Linked DNA regions of Sus scrofa: regions 1 and 2 are each linked to region 3. Evidence: chromatin contacts called from public Hi-C data. All regions are on one chromosome and are shown on one strand. The core of a region is the stretch at or near the end of the contact, and the rest is flanking DNA. Distances in the headings are between cores, read along the strand shown. Region 1 holds the start of BIRC3 (baculoviral IAP repeat-containing protein 3). Region 2 has its middle 57 kb from the start of BIRC3. Region 3 holds the start of YAP1 (transcriptional coactivator YAP1).

What was found. A called contact is a pair of places that touch in the nucleus more often than the background predicts.
Region 1: a contact with region 3 is called in a Hi-C map of skeletal muscle, with 4 times the contacts expected there. The contact joins the promoter of BIRC3 here to the promoter of YAP1 in region 3. A contact is called at or near these places in 1 of 5 promoter capture datasets (liver), 10 of 47 Hi-C or Micro-C datasets (embryonic fibroblasts, heart right ventricle, liver and 4 more) and 1 of 2 datasets of contacts at active chromatin or transcription factors (skeletal muscle).
Region 2: a Hi-C map of skeletal muscle shows a contact between it and region 3, with 3 times the contacts expected there. The contact joins the enhancer-like site here to the promoter of YAP1 in region 3. A contact is called at or near these places in 1 of 5 promoter capture datasets (liver), 11 of 47 Hi-C or Micro-C datasets (fetal heart ventricle, fetal skeletal muscle, heart right ventricle and 6 more) and 1 of 2 datasets of contacts at active chromatin or transcription factors (skeletal muscle).

Annotation. Positions count from the first base shown.
Region 1 is chr9:33,001,708-33,005,346 of Sscrofa11.1, reverse strand. It overlaps BIRC3 (baculoviral IAP repeat-containing protein 3), which reads right to left and starts at 1,777. Exons shown (of 10, transcript XM_021062707.1): 1 at 752-1,777.
Region 2 is chr9:32,944,557-32,948,365 of Sscrofa11.1, reverse strand. No RefSeq gene overlaps it. Among named protein-coding and RNA genes, the nearest start is that of BIRC3, 57 kb to the left of the region's middle. Within about 2 kb of position 1,560, at least 70 of the 83 cell types and tissues checked have an H3K27ac peak or open chromatin away from gene starts, as enhancers often do. A contact at or near this core is called in fetal skeletal muscle, liver, omental adipose tissue and 3 more, where this site is marked.
Region 3 is chr9:32,809,698-32,813,519 of Sscrofa11.1, reverse strand. It overlaps YAP1 (transcriptional coactivator YAP1), which reads right to left and starts at 1,891. Exons shown (of 10, transcript XM_021062706.1): 1 at 1,753-1,891; 2 at 1,569-1,750. The coding sequence starts at 1,891. LOC102157672 (a long non-coding RNA gene) reads left to right here and starts at 1,888. Exons shown (of 2, transcript XR_002335614.1): 1 at 1,888-3,008; 2 at 3,621-3,822.

The sequences.
Region 1 (3,639 bases), core at 528-3,027, 190 kb before region 3:
ATAAATATACAAAAATATGCCAAGATGCCAACCCTGGATCAATTCAGACTGTCTTAACTATTTCCAATGCTAGAATTCTAAACGCTGCTGGGGAAGATCTACAGCCTTGCAGACAAGGGACCAGCATGACATCAGACTCCACTTGGCTGGCCCTTCGCCATCCCTCAGCAATTACCCTCATCCCTAGCCCACCGCCCTACACAGCTCTTCCAAACCTTCAACACCTTCCTCAGATGTACCTTGTGCTACTCTCCACTCCCTATCTCACTTTCAGCAGATTGTTTGCCTTCTATTTCTCAAAGAAGACAAATCATTGAGCAGTAACCCTTTTACATTCTCAAATCTATGCCTTTCTTGCTCACAACTCACAGCCTCAGTTGAAAGAATCCCATCCTCTCCCACAGACCTCAGAAACCTTGCCCCTAACTCCATTTCCCTCATTTCAACTCCCACTCTTTACTGGTTCTTTCCCTTCAATATAACAAGCATGCTTTGGTCTGTCTAGGCTTTCGAATCTCTCTCTCTCTCTCACACACACACACACACACACACACACACACCAAAAAAAAACCTTCTTTCAACCCCACTTTTCACTTGAGCAACTACCTGTACCTCATCTTCACTTCACTGCCAGGTGAAGTGCACAAATGTCTATGGAGGTCTCCCTCTGGCTTTAGCCAGCACCACTCAAAACAACTCTCGATATGAGTAACACCAATGACGTTCCCAAAACCAGTGGAATTTTTTGCACCTGACACTGAGGTCCACTTCCTCTCAAGAAATGTTGGCTTCTGATACCACTCTCCTGGAATTCCTCTTTCTAGCAGTTCCTTCTCCAACCTCATCTCTTCTTACTTCATCATTTCTAGTGGGCAGCCTCCCTGACTTCCGGCATGTTGGGTGTCTCTACCCTCTCAGGCACTTAGTACATCCATGTCTCTGATACCGGAGGTTAAGCGTGCCTTTTCTGTCTGCCTCCTTCACAAAACTGGGTTTCAGTTCTGTATCAGCCCTCCCACCCCCAACATCCATGCATGCTTGTGGCATGCAAAAGTTCCCGAGCCAGGGAAAGAACCCACACCAAAGCAGGGACAACGTGGGATCCTCAGCCTGCTGAGCCACCAGGGAAATACGACACTAAGACTCTCTGCTGAGAAGTGCGTGTTAGCAAACTTGACTGGGCCCCCAAGCACCCTCATGTGGATGGCACCAAGGACATCAATTTTACATTAATGACTACAAAGTCTACTCAGTGACTGTTTAATACCAGGCTGTGGAGTCTGGCTGATATCTAGGGTCCCAGTACCACTCTCCCCATAGCAAGGGTGTCACCTGTTTGCTCACTGTCAGTGGAGATAAATATAGTAACTACTTCTTAGAACTGTGAGAATTAAACTGTGAGAATTAAACCTGAAGAACCCATGTACAGTCTTCTGAGGTGGTCCTAGAACGTAGCAGGTATTAGAAATACCTAATGTTGGCGATAGAGAATGGCAAAGTTAACATTACTGCTTGTTTTGCATCTGGTAAACACCCCCAGCACTTTTACTAACTGGATTGGTGGCACTACAGCGTTTGCCACGCTGATCACCAGGAAAACCACCAAAAATCTGCTCTTTCTGCCACCACTTAGGAACACTCCTCCATCTATTCATTAAGTAAAGATTTTTTACCGAGTCCTGACTATGCCCAAGCTCTGCTTTAGGCTCTGAGCTGTAACTCATCTGGCACCATCTTGACAATAGAATTAAACCAATTAAAACTTCCCCATTCCACTGGCTCACCCCAAAGGAAAATAGGAACTGCACACCGAGCAGGAAGGCGTACGGAAAGTGAGTGTCGTTGAGGGAGGCGCGGGTCCCAACCGCCCCACCGGCCCTACCGGCTGAGGAGCAAGTATGGGCGGCGGCGGCGGCGGGGAAAGGCCGGAAGAGCGCAGGCGCGCAGGGAAGGGGCGGCCGGGCTCCTACTCTCATCCGGTGTCTGGGGGCTCGAGAGCCCCTCTGGAGCCTCTCTAGGCTCTGCAGCGAGTTTGATTACCGCCTCCCCCGATCCTCTGCGGCTGGCTCCGTGCGCCCCCGGACAGATGCTTACTCGGCTCCTTCCGGCTCGGGAGGCGGGGGCGAGGGGGTAGGGGTCGCGGGCACAGACGCGCGCAGGCGCACAGACACGCACCGCCCCCACCCCACCCCACCCACCCCCCCGCGCGCGCGCGCGCGCGTTCACTCACCCCAGCTCTTGTCGCGGATGTGCTGCTCCGGAGGGTCCACGCAACGAGGATGTGCCGGCCGAGTCTTCGCGGGTGACACGCGTCACACCCGGCTGTTCCTTGCGGGCTGGAGTCTCACGTAGCCTTTTAAAAGTCTCCCCCCGCCCCGCCCCTTCCCACCCCCAGCCGGATCACCGTGTCCCGCACTCTTCCTGGCGGTTTGCTTGAGTGCTGGTGCTTTCCTCTTAAGAGTTAGGGGAACTCCAGCGGTAATAACCACACACACTTCCCCTTAATCAGTGGCCTGGCAAACCCACTCGGGGATTTCCATGACCCTAAAAGCGTGACTGTTTCTTAACAGGGGCGTATCCGCGTGGCATTTACTGAAAGACCTTTGCTTCATTGTTCATGGGTCAGACGAGGAAGGCGGAAGGTGATCGATCATTGGTCAGCCTGTTTGGAAAAGGTCCATCTCCTACAGGGGGGAAAAATCCGAAACTTTGTGAAATTTTCCTGATAATTTGTGCTTTTTGTTCTAATTGAGAAAGTAAAGCATAAATGGAAATGTAGGGGTATGTTTAAAAAAAAGCACAAGATTCTCCCTTTCAGTTTATTTTTAGTGGGGTTTGCTTTTTTGTTTGGTTTGGTTTGGTTTGGTTGGTTTTTATAATTAGGGTGGAGTGGCTATAAAACAAATTCCTCCTTTTGGTCTTCTATCTCACAAGAGATGTCTAAATTACCACCATAGTCTCATGGAAACCTGATCTCAGAGTCTTAACTAGACTGCCATATTTTCCTCTACATTCTCTGCCTAAGCTATAATTAAGCACATTTATCTAAAGACACTGCAACACAGGGTAACAGATTGAGAGAACTCACCTGATTTTCCTGTCTTCCAGTAAATCAAAGATATGAAGCATTAAAGGCAGAACCCATATTACTCAGAACGTCATCATCCTGTGGAAACAAGAATGCAGTACAGTCAGGATAAGCTGGGGTATCTTCCGTATTAGGTGGATTTTGCTGCTCATAGCAGTTAGAGCTCCAGTTGGAATTATATCAGAAAGATTGCTTACCCATCATGGAAATTTCAAGCCACATGAATTTCAATCCATTTTTGAGCCTGCTTAGTTCAAAACTTTATAAGCCGTTTCAACTCATCTTTGAGCTGATGGAAAAAATACTGTGGTCCTTATATACCAATAATCATATAACCAACAAAATGATTTTGAAAAAAAGAGGAATATATTCTTTTCACATTTTTAAATTAATGTTAAAACATAAAAGTTGTTGTAATTGCCAAGGGACTACAAAATGTAGACATAGATGTTTTAGGATAAAACTGATGAACACTTTTAAATGTATTCAGTGGGCTATAAATATGACAGCCATTTGATACTCTCTGTCATTAATGTATCAGCTCATCTTTA
Region 2 (3,809 bases), core at 311-2,810, 140 kb before region 3:
CCTCTCCCCAGACCCACTCAGTCACCCTCCCGGTGCAAGGCTAGGGGTAGGCTGAGAGCACCTGAAGCTTGCACAGAGCGATCGGACATTAAACCACTGTTCAGTGGGTTTAAACAAGGATGGCAGCATGGTTATTAGCTAATCCTGCAAACTGCTGTTTCAAAAGAAATGTTCGGTGGCCAATCATTGAAATAAAAACATAACCAACTCACATATCACCTAACAGGAAACAAAGGGAGCAGAATAACCCCTCTAACTTGTTTAGGCTTCTAATCCCCCAAGCCAGCCTGCAAGCCTGAGCCTGAAGCCTCCTGCCCTGCCTAACTCCACCTTGTTTGGCTTGGTCTCCAGAACATCTTTAGGGAGGGGCTGGTCTTAACACAAGTCTGATAACACTTTTCACTGCCTCCTAGCTTCTTGATCCCGGCAGCCAGGCACATGGAGGTGAGGGAGAAAGTAGGTTTACCAAGAGGCAGTTGATTAATGCAGGTATAAAAGTTTGCTACCCTCCCCCCAACTGAGTAATAAAATTTGCCTTGGAACCAAGCCTGATTCATAGAGGGGATACTGAAACCCAACACAATCCCACTTGAAGAGAGAGAATTAACAAATCTTTCTGGTTGTTACTGAGAACTCAGGATCACCTGACCTGAAAAATTCCAAATGTTTTTTTTAGACTCTAGAAGAATTCTTCGTTTGACCCTCCACAAGAGGCTGCTAACGGTGGGGAACTGGGAAGCTAAATTGAACCTTGCATCTATGTGATCTCTACTCAGAGGAATTTTTCTACAATCCAAGTTAGATCATGTAACTCTCTTGCTTAAAATACTTCAATGGTTTCCCTTTAAGATAAAAATCTATAGCCACTAAAATTTTATAATTTAGGAGCTCTTTCATGAGCCAGCCCTGCAATTTCACCTTTCCAGTCGGCTTCCCTCTGTCTTTGCTTTCATCCCATCTCTGATCTCCAACCGCAGCCTCTTCTCCCTCCACAGCCCTTCCTGCCCTGCCAGCGCCTCCTGACTTGTTTGTTTTTCCCGTCCCAAGGCTCCCCTGACAACTTGAAACTGGCTTATTGGCCTTCGGTTGCTCCGCGAGCACCCAGCAATCCGGCCATTACAGCACTCAGCACGGCCCGTTTACTTGTCCGTGTTCTCCACTGGCCAACGAGTTCCTTGAGGGTTATTAAATATTACCTTTTCAGGATCTGAAAACTCCTAGACCTTCGGTAGCTATGCGTTCAATTAGATTGAATGTGTAAAGTAACTAGGGCTGAAGAGTATCTACCAGTCCTAGGCACGTAGGTAATTTAGACACGTCTTTCTTTTAATCCTCAAACAGCTCTGAAATGTAAGGGTCATTAACCTCATTTTGCGGAGGAGGAAATTGAGTCTCGAGAGTTCAGTCACTTAAAAGAGGTCCTGTCGGGTGTGGGGCTAAGACGCCCGCTTCCGAAGCAGAGTAGGGCAGCAGCAAGACTGCCTGCGGGAGGGTGGCGCCTTCCCCGCCCGCGCGGCTGCGAATCCAGATCCCGCCCCTCCCACCAGGATGCCCCGCCCACCCCGCCCGGGGTCCCGCCCCCGCAAGGTGCCCCGCCCAACCCGCGCCGGGCGGTGGAACAGTGGCTGGGCGGCTGGGCTGCGGCACCTGCAGCGCTTCCTCAGCGGAAATGCGGTGGAAAATAGCGACACTGCAGTTCCAGGTGGGCTAGGGGCGTAGCAGACGGGAAGGGTGTTCACTGACGAGGAGTCCCTCGCAAATCGTCCTCAGCCTCACACAGAGACATCCGTCGGGCCTGCAGAAGCCATCAGGCCGCCGTGCTGGAAGCTCCTCAAATTCGCCTGTAGCTTAAGTCCAAGGGTGGTTATAAAACCCAACTGTCAGGACAAGTTTGTTTTTTCGACAATATTCCAGCTCTGCCAGGCTGTAAACAATGACTTTGCCTTAGAAGCGGCGGTTGAATAGGACGCCTTTGCAAGAGCCGTTTGAGTTGCATTGCCAAGTCCGAGCTTTTGAAGCTCCTCAGAAGTTGACTTGAATTGCAGCCCGAACCGTATCTTTTCCACAAAGGCTGGACACGTTTCAGGAATCTGGTGCTTCCTTGGAGAATGTTTTCCTCTCCCTGAACTGGAAACAGCTCTCCATGCTCTACCCCTCTTTGTTTGTTCCCATTAGTTGACACTGGCCTTGTCTGTGTCCCACAGAGCCCACCCTGTGTGTTGCAAGCCCACCATGGGGCAGTAGCCAAAGTCACACATATCCTCTCTTCTGATTACAACTCGATGCCTCACCAGGACTTCCACTGGGACATTTCGGAAGGAGGCTCTGGTTCCGGGTCTGCCCTGCATTTGCCTTTTTGGGGCACCTGCTGCTAGGTTTGGTGCCTTCTGTGCCCCACAGCACCATACATTCTACCTCCAAGAGAACTCCCATTTTAAATGTACCTATTTATTGATGTCTCCCCCACCAGGCTAGGAGCTCCTTAGACCACTGACCTTCTGTTGTTTCTCTGTGGGCACTGTCCTGGCACTTAGAAGATGGTTGTGGAATGAATAAGTCCCTTTAGTAGGAAGGAAAGCTTTCCAATGGTGAGGATCCTTGGTCTGTGGTGGACCCCAGAGAACAGGTCAGACAGCAAGATAAACCCAGATAAAGTGTGAGGCGTCGGAAATAAGTGGCTAGCATTTTCTTAATTAGATCTTTTATACACTGAAGTCACTCAGGCTAGGTTTTGAGCCAAATAACTGAAAATTACTGCTTGTCACATCTCTCAGCCTTTCTTCCTCACCTCTAACCCACGCTTATGTAGATATAAATTACCCTGGGAATTCTGGAACTGTTAAATTATTTAGAATTTATTTATATTCAATTAAGTGTTTGTCATCTTTAGCAACCCGCCCCTTTCTCCACTTATTTCCATGCAGAATCAATAATGGGTACCACAGAGATATTAATATTGGGGGTAGAGTTTTAGTGATCATAGCTGCCTAAGTATGAGTTTTTATTTTTCAAAGGAAGGACTTTCTGCTCAACCTCATCTCTGACAGTTGTTCAGTTATAGGTGCTTTTAAATTTTCATTTCGATAGTCAAATGTGTGTTCCCTTTTCCTGCAAGGTTGTATGCCTATTTAACAATGCCATCTGGCATTTCTCAACACATTTTCAGACATGTTTTAGGCCATAAGGAAAGCAGACTTGCTTCTTGATAGTAACACCTCAAATACCCTGGAATTCTGAAGGTAAGAGGAGTGGGCATGCCAAACACAGCATTAGAGTCCCCACTTCTCCTTCAGATTTCTTAAATTTGAAGCAAACTTCAAATTTCAATGTGAGCGAACTCAAAGTTCTCAGTTTTCTGAAACAAAAGGAACATGATTTATTGACCTTATTTAACCAGAGGAAACACATGGTGCCATTTAATACTAAGTCCAGATTTGGATCACATTTTGAGAGTGAGCAATGTCTCTGACTAAACTAAGCATCTCCTGCCGGAAAGGAGTCATGCAAAGCTCAGTTTGCTCAACTGAGAGCAGAGCGGGCCAAAGTTTAAAATTATATTCCCTGGGTTTCTACAGGTTATTAAAATATTTGGCTAAATGGCTGAATACACTTAACTGAAAGTCACAATATTTTCAGATACAACATTTGGAATTGAACTAATTGTTCTTCTTTGGCTTCTCAAATGGCTAGCACAGTCCTCTCAGATACCCTTGGCAATGGGCTATGGACTTTGCAAATCACAGACTAATGGGGCACCATTTCCAGGAATGTTCATTTTGCTAAGTGCCCTTTAACCTAAAATGTCTTAC
Region 3 (3,822 bases), core at 642-3,141:
AGGGATAAGAGAAAAAAGCATACCTTAGTCTACACCTTTCAAATTGAAGTATTTAGGGCAAGCACCTAAATTGTTTTTTCCTCCCGACTCCTTAACCCAAGTTTTTGCCAGCAGGTTAAGGCAGTTTTTCTAAGTTCCAAAACCCCTTGGTCTGCGGCAAGAGAACGTACCACAGGCCTGCAAATAGGAGGGGCGAAGGGAGTGGGGGCGATAACTGTTCTTTCCACTCAAGTTACAGCCGAGTGGACTAACTACACTGCAGTATTTGGAAAACCAATTAACTTTTGGGCAAAGTTCTTATGCTGAAGTTTATCCTGAAGCAAGTTCTCTTTAAAGAAAAAAAAAAAGTAAGGAAGGAAAGAAAGAAAAACCTACACTAAACAAATCTACTGGGACCGTTCAGAATGTTAACACTTTCAATAATAGTTTCACTTCAATGTTAGATCAAGTTGTCAAAATTATCGAATGCTGTGTATGTGGAACAGCCATGTTCATATCCTCAGTGAGAATTACAAAGCAATGGCGAGCCTCGAATTAGTCATCGCTTCCCAAACATTAACTTCTAATCACAGTTGAACCAGGCAGGACTCGGCCTATGAGTCAACCTGCAGTGCATTATCAAAGGCTTGTGTTAAAACCTAGGCACTGTAAGCACAACTCAGGTCCTGCGCAACGTGCAGATGTGGCTAATTTAAAAGCATTTCAGCAGACTGTAAATAATAGTCTGCAATTGGGAAGCCAACACGTGAACCTACTAGGTTTGATAAGAGTGAGGCTGCCTGAGTTCCAAGGCGCAAGGGAAGGGCAGGGGTGAAAGCACTAACTCCATAAACAACTTCCAGGAAAGTCTGGATCCTGTATTCAGAAAGCGCCGGGGCCGCGAGGAAAATAAATGCTTTCGGGAGGGGGAGGGGGAGAAAGAGCGAGAAACTAAATGGACTGGTTCAACCCCCACCCCTAATCAACACTGGAAAACAAGAGAACAATTATTTGACTCCCCAGGAGACTGAAGTGGACCGAGAGGCCCCGAAGGAAAGGGGGCCCAGGGCTCAACTTCACAAACTCGGCCGCCGCTGGCAGCTCACCCACACACAGATGCCAGAGGCCCCCCTCCCCCTTCCCGGGCCCGCGGCGGCGGCGGCGGCGGCGGCGGGAGCGAAGGTGCGGAGCGCGCGGAGGCGCGCGCATTGTGCAAGCCCACCGTGGCCCGGGCCGACTCTCCCCACCCCCTTCCTTCCTCCCCACCTCCCCCGCCACTCCCGCCAACCTCCCGGGAACCCCAGGAAGAAAGAAAGAAAGGAAAGGGAAAAGCACGCCCCCCGGGGCAGCAACCGCAGAGAAACTCCGAGGGGAAAAACAAATCTCGGCCCCGGACTCTGGGAGAAGTGGGGAGCCGCGGCCGGGCGGGCGTCTCCGGTCCCTCTGGCTCTCCGCGAGCCCCCGTCCCGCCACCGCTAGCGCTCCCGGAACCCCCCCACCGCCGGCTAGGACTGGCGGCCGCCGCTCCCGAGCGCCCCCGGGCTTGGGGCCCGCCGACGGGGAAGTGGGGTGAGGGGCGGCGAGGTTACCTGTCGGGAGTGGGATTTGGGCTCCGGTGGCTTGAAGAAGGAGTCAGGCAGCTTCCGGAGCCTCATGGGCACGGTCTGGGGCACGTTGGCCGTCTTGGGGTTCATGACGGCGTTGAAAAGCGCCTCCAGGTCGGTCTCCGAGTCCCCCCGAACGTGCACGATCTGGTGTCCGGCGGGGGGGCCTGCGTCGCCGCTTGGGACCCCGGGGGTGCCGGCTGCCCCGGCCCGGACGGCGGGCCCTGCCCCTGGGGGGGCTGCGCAGGCGGCTGCCCTTGGCCCTGGGGGGCTGGTTGAGGCGGCGGCTGCTGCTGCCCGGGATCCATGGTTTCTGCCTCCCCCGACGCGCACCCAGACTAGGCGGGCAACGGCTCCACCCGGGCGCCCCGGCTCGACGGGTCGAGAGGGGAGAAGCGGCAAGGGCAGTGGGCCAGCGGCGGGAGCGGCGTTCGCCTCGCTCTCAGGGCCGGGGGGCTGCGCCGCGGCCCCGCATCCCCCGCCCCGGCGCCTCTGCCCCCGCCCTGCGCCCGGGCTCCACTGGTCCGGCGGCTGAGCCTCGGGAGGGGCTGCCAGAGACCCGAACCTGCAGCGCCCGAGAACTTTTTTCCTTCACTCCCCTGACGGATGCCGGACAGCTAGTTGCCTTTCCCCTCCCCCTTTCTCTCTTATTTCCTTTTCGTGTTCCTTCCTTCCTCCCTTTCTTTTCCCCGGCGGCGGCTGCGCCCGACTGAGACAGAAACTTGCCTCGGACGCCAAAACTAAAGTTGAGAGAACCGCCCGCCCGAGCCGCGCGCGGCTCCGCCTCCTCGCGGCTCTTCCTTCCTCTGCGCGCCCGCCCGCACCGAATCTGTGGCCGGCCGCGGAGGGAAACTTTCCCCAGCAAGTTAACTACATTCCTGCAGACTCTGGGCCTCCAACGCCCCTCCCGGCCGCACGTGACTAGCCCGCCCGCCGGCCTGGACTCTACCGGGCTTCGGGCCGGGGCCGGGAGCGTGCCTGGGGATCCGCACCAGGAGGGCGGCTGGCCCGACGACGAATGTTGGGTCTAGACTGGGTTGGAGTTTGGTCTCTGCGGGGAACGCGGCCGCCCTTGGCCGCAGGAAGTCCTCCCGCCCGGCGCGGCCCGTTCCCCGCCAGTCCCCGGGAAAGGTTGAAAGGCTTCCTAGATGCGAAACAGCTAAGGCCGAGAGAAGTCTAGAGAGGACGTGTAAATCCACTTAAACCCTCCCCGCGTTAGCTCTACTTGACCAACTCGAGTGTCAGTATGGGCTCAAAGCCTCAGGACTAGATTGGAGCACAATGGTACCTGTAACAGACACTGATTTTAATAAGGGTCCTTTTTTTTAACGACTTGATTTTTTTAACTTATTAATATGCAAAACACACTTGAATGGAGTAAACGATTACTGTAATTTGAAGCTCGAAGACCAGATCTGTGACAAGGTAATTTACTAAACAAAAAAATTGCCTGTTTAAAAAGTGAAAACTTTTTTTAGTGCTCAAACTTGCAGCAGAGTTATGAAAACCTCAACGCAAAAAAAAAAAAAAAAAAAAAAAAAGCTTAATTTGGGTTATAAGCGGTCATCTGTGTACCTGTCATTCATCCTCCAAGGGATAGGCGCCTACCTCTTTGTTATCCCTGTGCCTGGCACAAGCACGGACTCGGTAAGCAGTAAGAAATGAACAGGTGAGAAGCTCACCCCACGCACCTGGTTCTCCTTGTGGCAGTTATAAATGCAAGGAGTCCATTTGAAATCACTCAGAAGCAATGAGACTTTTTAAATTCATACATTCTGATTTTTTAAAAAGCCACTTTACTGAGATATAGTTCACACACCTTACTATGTGTCCATTTAAGCAATCCAATGTTTTTAGAATATTCTAAGGGTTATGCAACATTCTGATTTTAAATCCACTAGTTAATTCTGAAGAAAACTAGCTTCCTGTTTTAATGATTTTGTCTGCAATGCTAGTCAAACAGATGTATAAATAGAATTAAGCAAGAAAAGGTCCCCTGAGCAAAATAACAATAATAATAATTATCTCTTCCTCCAGCCAGGACATGCCCTGGATAATTCTGAGGAAGGATCTTCATCACTTGATGTTGCCGGGGAAAAAGACTTCAGACCCTCAAGATTTTAAGGCAGTATTCTAATCAACTACTCTGGACCCAGTTTTGACTGAAGAAAGGGATCTACCTCCATGATGCCCATGACTGCTGCTTATATTTATCCCTTACCCCATCCCCAAATGTCAA